Regions from separate parts of the Gossypium hirsutum genome. Here all the other regions are linked to region 3. Evidence: chromatin contacts called from public Hi-C data. All regions are on one chromosome and are shown on one strand. The core of a region is the stretch at or near the end of the contact, and the rest is flanking DNA. Distances in the headings are between cores, read along the strand shown.

Evidence for each region. Hi-C and Micro-C count contacts between places; a contact is called where the count stands out from the background.
Region 1: a Hi-C map of leaf shows a contact between it and region 3, with 2.2 times the contacts expected there. The contact joins the promoter of LOC107909559 here to the promoter of LOC107909565 in region 3. A contact is called at or near these places in 3 of 34 Hi-C or Micro-C datasets (callus, hypocotyl and leaf).
Region 2: a Hi-C map of leaf shows a contact between it and region 3, with 1.7 times the contacts expected there. The contact joins the promoter of LOC121214769 here to the promoter of LOC107909565 in region 3. A contact is called at or near these places in 3 of 34 Hi-C or Micro-C datasets (all in leaf).

What each region holds. Positions count from the first base shown.
Region 1 is chrD02:63,847,828-63,850,681 of Gossypium_hirsutum_v2.1, reverse strand. It overlaps LOC107909559 (pentatricopeptide repeat-containing protein At2g13600), which reads right to left and starts at 1,347. Exons shown (of 2, transcript XM_016837142.2): 1 at 1,247-1,347; 2 at 1-1,085. The coding sequence starts at 1,002.
Region 2 is chrD02:63,789,629-63,792,439 of Gossypium_hirsutum_v2.1, reverse strand. It overlaps LOC121214769 (zinc finger protein GIS3), which reads right to left and starts at 1,408. Exons shown (of 1, transcript XM_041088981.1): 1 at 202-1,408. The coding sequence starts at 1,130. The coding sequence ends at 414.
Region 3 is chrD02:63,610,892-63,613,780 of Gossypium_hirsutum_v2.1, reverse strand. It overlaps LOC107909565 (caffeoylshikimate esterase), which reads left to right and starts at 1,481. Exons shown (of 8, transcript XM_016837147.1): 1 at 1,481-1,894; 2 at 2,030-2,059; 3 at 2,334-2,463; 4 at 2,591-2,737; 5 at 2,862-2,889. The coding sequence starts at 1,625.

The DNA of each region.
Region 1 (2,854 bases), core at 98-2,597, 240 kb before region 3:
ACTGGCTACCTTCGCATACCCACTTACCATTGAGGTTTCAGACACTACATTCCTAACTGGCATCCTATCAAAAATACATCTAGCTTCATTGATTTTATTGCATTTTGCATACATATCAACCAATGCATTTCCCAGGACAAGATCATCCCTCAACTTATTGCATTTCACAACACGAGCATGAATCTGCTTGCCTGACTTGATTGCCGACAAGCTAGCGCAAGCACTAACCACACTGGCATATGTGAGTTCATCTGGTTCAATTCCACAATCCATCATCCTCAAGAAAACCTGAAGAGCTGCACTAGCTGGACCATTTTGCTCATAACAAGTGATCAAACTATTCCAAGAGACTCTATTCCTCTCACTCATATCATCGAAAGCTCTCTGGCCGCAGCTGACACTCCCACATTTTCCATACATATCAACAAGAGCCGAGCCCATATAAACATTGGAAAAGAACCTAGTTTTTGCGATTAAAGCATGGATTTGAGCACCGATTTTAATGTTTTTCAACCCAGAACAAGCGCTAAGAGCACTACCAAACGAGTATTCGTTAAGCACAAAGTCCTCTCTATGCATCCTAACAAAATAGAAAAGAGCCTCTCCGAATCTATCTTGCTGAGCAAACCCTGAAATGATGGAATTCCAAGAGCACTGATCATGCTCAGGCATGGAATAAAAAAACCCTGCTGCCTCATCAACGTAACCCAATTTCGTCAATACAGATATGACCGAGTTCCAAGAAAAAATGTTTCTTTGAGGCATTCTGTTAAACACCTTCCCGGCATCCTCCAAGGAGCCACATCTGCCGTAGGCATCGATAAGCCTGTTTAGGATAAAAGTCTCAGACGCAAAATTAGATTTGATTATCCGAACATGTAACCGACGTATATCAAGGAGAGACTTGGATTGGATGTAGGAACCCAAAAGCTTAGCAAAAGGAGAAGAGTCGGGCAGTGAAAGATCACCCACAATTTGTTTGTGCAATCCAAGTTTCGCCATTCCATTATCCTGGAAGAAACAAAGTTGGTGGGCATTGCTCTTTTGCTACGGTTTTTGCATCTCCCTTAGCATTTGGCTGCAAACTGAGATGTTTCTAACTCAGTAATGGAAGGAAAATAGAAGTGATGCCAACAGTTTTTTTTTTTTTTCAAAATTTCTAGTTATGGAAAAGATTTCAATGACAATAACGAGTCAACTCTCCGACAACGAGACGCGAAGTAAGTGGAGAGTCGGATTCTAATACCTGAGCAGCAGTGACCTTTGAAATGTGATTAAACAGTGTTTCTTTTTTGGGTGGAAATTCTACCGGTTGTTGGGCTTCAGAGCTCACAAAACATGCGAAGCTCTTAATCCCGTTCCTAACCATCTTAACTAGAGGTGTTCATTGGTTTGGGATGAGTTTTGACTGGGTTTGGGTTAGGTCCAAATAAAAATTAAGCCCGTTTATTAAGCTTATGCCCGGCCTAAAAAGTTGGTTTAAATTTTTGTTTAAATTCGACCCGGATAAAAATATTAAAATTGGAGCTCGGCCTAGCCCACCTATATTAAATTTTTATATTATTTTTTATATAAATTTTAAATATATATAATATATCAAAAATACTAAAAACATCAAAAATAAATATTTCCCAACAAATTGAAAATAAATTTTAAAAAATATGTATACTTAAATGATATTAAGATAGATGCAACTTAATAAGCAAATGCCTCTAAAATAATAACAAAATTAATTATAAAACAAGTTTTATACAATATCCAAACAATAACAACAAAATAGTAGCAACATAATAGTAAAATGGTAGCAAAATAAGGAGAAAACAATAAAAAATAAAAAAAATAAAAAAAAAAGATTTTTTTTATACTTTAGTAAATTTAGGTCGGGCCAGGCTGGGTCTGGTCAAAATATACCTTACCCGAGGCCGCACTCATTTTTTTAATCGAGTCTTATTTTTTTTGTACAAGCCCGTTTTCGGGCCTATATTTTTTTCCAAACCCATCCACATTTCGGGCAGGCCTTCGGGACGGGTCAGATGGCCCGACCCATGAACAGGTCTAATCTTAAGTTGAAACCATCTGAATTTGATAAAGTTTGAACCGGTAACATATCTGAGCTCGAGATAAATTCGATTCAAAGCTCGAGAAAGTCTGACTTTATAAATCAACAACCATAATAAACATTAATAATTAATATAATTTTATGATATTATTTAAAATATAAATAAATGATAATTTTTTTAAAATATATTTATAAACCTTGCATATTTATATCAAAATATGATTAATGGGAAAAATTAATTAGTAATAATATTTATGTTAAATTATAAGATGGAATAAATTTTTAAAAACATTAATTTAACATAAAATATTTTTAATATTATAATTATACATGTATAATAAATATATAAAATTAATAATTATTAAAATCTATAAATTAAAAATTAATGATAATATAATAATATATTATATAACTATTACTGAAATCGATTACTTAACCTTAAACCGATATATTAAATTAGTATATTACTAGTACATAAAATAATATTATAATATATAGCTATTACTAAACATATTAATACATATACAACTATTATAATATAAATTATAATAAAAGATATAATAATACTACATGATATTATAATGTTTAATCATCAATGCATATATATATAACTATTGCTATATTATATACTATATGATATGATATAGCATTATATAATATAATATAATAGGAGGGCTAACTTCCAAATGTAAAAAAATATAAGGACTTAGAGAATATTCCAACTAGTATAATAATAAACAATAATATATAATAAGTAATATATAATGCACTACTATTATATATAACTATTATTAT
Region 2 (2,811 bases), core at 159-2,658, 180 kb before region 3:
GGACACAATTTGTCTAATGTCAAATGTGCCTCACTGCTTCCATCCTTTTTTAATTATTTAGGCTCCTATTTTTCGTTGCTGGAATTTCAGCTTTTAATTTATTTACCTACATAGAATAATAGTAGGGAAGAAGCTATTAACTCATATGGATGAAAGTTTTGGTTCTAAATTTAGATGTTTAAGATAATTGATATTGGTGAGGAAAATTGAGTTACATACAAGAAGTTTTTATTCTAAATTTAGATCTTAATATACAAAATTAAAATTGGTGAGGAAAGTTAAGTGGTTATATAACTTTAAGAAAAGGGAAAAAAAAGTTATGTGCAAGTGAAACAAATAATTTCCCTGAAAAAATAAATAAAAAAATAAAATTGTTTGAAAATGTACAAAGATCCCAAACACTAAAGACCGAGTCAAGGCCTGGCTGGAGCAAGACTAAGGTGCAAATCTAAGCCCAATGCATCATCAAAACTGGGGCCACCATCTCCCTTTGAAAACCTACGCAACGAGGGTCCATCAACACCCCGTCCATGGTGGCCCCCACCTTGCATCACTTGGGGGCCAACGCTTACGCCCGGATCCCCCAAACCACCACCACCACCATAAGGCAGCCCCGCTGGCCCCCTCCCCACTCCACCACCGCCTCCTCCACCACCAGCGCTCGGAATCACGCAGCCATGTGAGACGTGGAAAGGAGGTGGCCCTCCTCGTGGCAAGTAAACCCAAGACGGTCCCGCCGCAGCTGGCACCACGACGGGTGTAGCCGACGCTAAGAGATGCGGTGGAGGAGCAAAAGCAGAGATGATAGGGTTCCTAGCAAACGAAACCGCGGCGCTTCGAGTGGCTTGAAGTTGAGCACGCTTGAGCTGTTGCCTTTCCTTCTTATGAGCGTTCTGGTGACCTCCTAAAGCTTGAGAGTTAGCAAACTCACGGCAACAATACTGACACTCGTATTTGCGGTCACCAGGAGCAGGGAAGCCACCTGGCTCTGAAGACCCTGATGATGGATCTTTGGTGGTGCTGGATTCCAAAACATCATCATCTTCTGAGACGTTGAAGCCGAAGAGCTTTAGACGTGCAGTAGTGGCGCTGTTGGTTTTGGTATTAGCTTGGTATTCTAACTCTGCCATGTTAACTAGAGAAAAATAGAAAGAGAAATGAAGAAGGATAGTTTAGTAGTTCAATGTAATGTAATGTAAGGGGAAGAGTTGCATGTGTGGGGGTATATATACATGATAAAAAAAAAAGGATTTGTAGAACATGAACAGTACAACTTAGGATGAAAGAGAAAGATTTCGGATATCCCAAGGGGGAAAAAGAAAAAGAGAGTATTAGGGAACACGACACGACCCGAGAACACTTGACTTGGGACCCTCACCCAAGCCTTGTCTTCGCTTAGAGTACCTATTTCTCTAATTTGATACTGTTACTTCATCAATGCATTGCGTTGCATTTATTTTCTTTTTTGGGGGTCTTTTTAAAGCTTGTTTATATTTATACATACAAGAATAAAAATGATTGAATTGGTCCATTTTTATTTATTTATTTTAAATAAGGAGCATCATTTGAGAGAAAATGGGTACCCAAAAAGCAATTGTGGGAGGTTCTTAATATAATGGGAACTTTTGTAGAGAACGTGAAGCAATTAGGTTAGAAAACAGATAGGAGGTAAGGGGGTGTGATCTGGACCACTTTGCTGTAGATGGAAAAGGTTTGAATGGCCAATGAGAAGCTAATAAAGTTGTTTTCATACATTGGTTGGGTTAATGACAGATTTCTAAATAGTGTTCTTACACGACACGTACAATTCCAAGGAGCCGGTGAGGGTAATCTGAAGTGAAGTGAGGTCTATGTAGACTCTATAGGTAGCTAGATCCCTGTTCATGGTGGGCATCAACATGGTATGGTTTTTAATTAACTAAATTTGCTAACAAACAAAATGAGTGTACTAATAAAAAGATTCCATTCGAGATGATGACACATGTTGGAAAACTGGGGACCTTTTTTTGGTAATCACCATGAATTTATTCTTTCTTTCTTTCTTTATTGATCAAGTAGATTAATTAATTACGAAAACAGTAATGTTAGTGGAACTGTCTCCAATGAAACGCCGTGATGCCCATCTCTTAAGTCTTTAATTCCCTGGCAAATCTCTCTGCTACCAAAAATGCCTTCTCTCTCTCTCTCTTCTCTTTTATAGTTGTTAATTTTTGTTTTTATTTGTTCTCTCTCTCTCTCTGTCTCTCTCCCGCGCTTCACTTCAGCTCAATCTCAGGAGCCGACACCGCCACCCAACACCACTCTCGCCCCTCATTTCTCTCTAAAAAGTCAAATTAAATCTAACATGTAAATACATGCATGCATATATATATACAGCACCACTTAGCTGTGTTTCCCAAAATTACCCCACACACACACAAAGGAAAAAAAGGTGGGGAAAAAACCTTGAATTTCAAGTTTTAAACGTATGGTAATGGCGATATTTCGATAATCTAACTATTCATGGATGACATAGATATGGAACTGCTCTTCCACACAACCCCAAACTTTTAAAAGTGTCAATACACTCAAGCATTATATGATGTTGTAGGGTTATAGGGCAGGTGCATATCTAGAAGGGTTACGCATGTTTCACATCAGATAAAACTTTCTGGCAATGGCAAGGATGGGAGTTTAGTCTAAGTCAACCACGTGAAGCAAAGCTTTCACTTGCCTGGTTTGAAAATAAATGGAAGTAGGGTTTGGGGGGTATCGAAATTAATGGATGGAAAGGGGGAAGAAAATGAAGGAATGAATGTTCAGGTGTTTTAC
Region 3 (2,889 bases), core at 232-2,731:
AGCGAAAAGCAACACAAATCAAAAGAATGCTTAATGAACAGAATAGCCAAAAAATAATACACGAGAGGTGTTTGAGTAAATGCTCCCAAAGAATTCTATTACTTTTGAGAATTCAAGATACAATGGATAAATGAATCCTAATGGATGAATTACAAGTGAGGGGGAGACTCTATTTATAGTTGATCTCCCCAAAACTGACGGTCTAGATCAAGTTACATCGACGAACGAGATTAAGCATATCCCTACAATTAAGGGATTTACAAGATTTACATAATCAAATCAAATCTAATATTATAAGATATGATTCCCCTTAATCTTCTAAGATTAGTTTCCCTATTTACCAAAGTAACCTAACTTTCCATATTTGCATCATTGGGCCACCTAGGCTTTAAATGAACAGGCTTCTTCAATAGTTTTTTGAATCGGGCCAACTCTCGTGGGTCAAATGATCCCGATCTAATCGATAGACCTCTCTGGGATGCATATTGTGTGATGGTCACAGGCTTTGAACTGCGGCCCATAACATCATAATATACATAAACTTTAATTTTATGTAGTTTTATATATGATATTTTGATTTGATTTAATTTTCACGAATTACTAACATCATTATCGATATAACATAATTTTACATTTACATACTGCATCAATAGGCGGTGGCGAAGCTAGGGGGCTGGTAGGGGACCCGGCCCCCCTAAAATGGAATTTTTTTCATTTAGGCCCCTTTATAATTTATAAAATTTTAAATTAGTATTTGTAAAATTGCACTTTGGCCCTCCAAAAATGATAAAATTTTGATTTAATCCTTTAAAAATTATAAAGATATAGACTATTAAAATGATGAAATTACATTTTTACCATCGTAAAAATATATAATTTAATTTTGGCAACTCAAAAAATTTACTGACTTCGCCCATGCAAATAAGTATACTTATTAAATAAAAACAATTTCAATGTGTTTATTTTTAAAATGCATGCAATTGTATCAAAATCAAAGTTTTATGTAGACATTTAAACTACAATAAAAATTTTATGTATATAACTACAGAACATAATTTTTTTTGGTTGCCTAAGGCATCCACTGAAGCGAGCCTGATGACTAACTCTTCGCGTTCAGTAGGCCCATCAAGAGGGTAGACGCTCACCACAAGTTTTGAAGCTACTCTATACCTAAGACAATGAATAAACCCTTATCTATTGATTAAAATAGGAGAGACCATTACTATTTCACCTAACTCCGTAGTTACACAACATAAAAACTTACATATCAAATTATACCTTAATTAAAAATTAAAGTGTAGTTTTGATATTGATTGGTATAACTCATTGTGGTACCGGCCACTATGGTTCAGTGGATTGAACACATTATTTTGGTGAGATTTAAATCAATACTTTTCAAACGGACTTTTGAGTATATATGTACAAAAGAAATGGAGCACGTGGACCACGAGCAATAGTTTATAGTGGGCAGCAAATGTAACATGCAATTGGCTTGGCTTGGCTTTGCCCTGCTTTTCCGTCCAAATTACTACTATATAATAGTAGGGTAGTTCCAGTTCTACTTGACCATTTGGCGGCATTTAGAGTTGCACGCTTGACAGCCTGTCCCACGAAGCCACAACGCATGGATCTCTCTTTAACTTTCAGATCTCCATCACCTTTTCTTCTACCCAAATCCAAACCATCAACCCTCTCCATCCCCCTCATTTCTCTCAAACCATCGCCTCATCGCCTCACGGTGGCAGCGGCTGCAGGGAAGATGAAGATGATTGAGGGCGTCAGTGATGAATTGAACTCCATTGCTTCACAGAATCTTGACTACGCTGCTGCTCGTAGAAGAGTTCGATCTGCTTTCATCCCTGTCCACCAGCAGCTTGATCATTTATTGTTCAAGGTTTGTTTCATTTGCCAACTGATTGCGGCTAATTTAGCACTTTCATCTTTTAAATATTTTAATTTTAGCTTTTCATATACTAATTTTTGTTTTCTTATCTTTTTCTTGCGGAAAATTATGGGATTTTGCTTGTAGATGGCTCCTACTGGTGTAAGAACAGAGGAGGTAAGCGTTTATTTGATTTTTGTCTTTTGTTTGCTCTGAAACTGAAGAGAAGAAAAGTAGCTCAACGTACTAGGATAAGTTACTTTGTAACTGAAACGAAGGTATAAAGTTTACAAACTTTAACTTCTGGACAACTTAGAAAAAAAAAACCCCGTTTTGCCGATTATATATATGTTTAGGGAGTGGTAAGCGAGTAAATTATCACAAATTTTCCAAACAGAAGTGTAAATTTCAATCATTTGAACTTAACAACATTGTTTTGACGTTTTTGTAGTGGATCGAAAGAAACTCAAAGGGATTGGAGATTTTCTTTAGGCGATGGATGCCTGAACCCGGGGTTAAAATTAAGGGTGTCGTATGCTTTTGCCATGGATATGGTGATACTTGCACTTTCTTCTTTGAAGGTCAGCTAATCGTATCTTACAGTAATTTGAATTGCTTCATGTTTCATGGTTTCATATTGTACTTTATTTCTGTAGTTGAACCATGTCCAAGGACTTTATTTGATTCATGGAGAATTTGGGATTACAGGCATTGCTAGGTTCATTGCAGCATCTGGATATGGTGTTTATGCTATTGATCATCCAGGATTCGGTCTTTCTGAAGGATTGCATGGTTACATCTATAGCTTTGATGAATTGGCTGACAATGTCATTGAACAATATGCAAAAATTAAAGGTATGGAATTTGTAGTGTTGGTATTGCCTTGTTTCTTAATAAGTTGTACATTTTTTGCACTTTTGCATTGGAATAGTTAGTTCCAGAATCTGTTCTCATTTTGCTTAATATTATTGATCTTCAGAAAGACCTGAAGTGAGAGGATTGCCCTG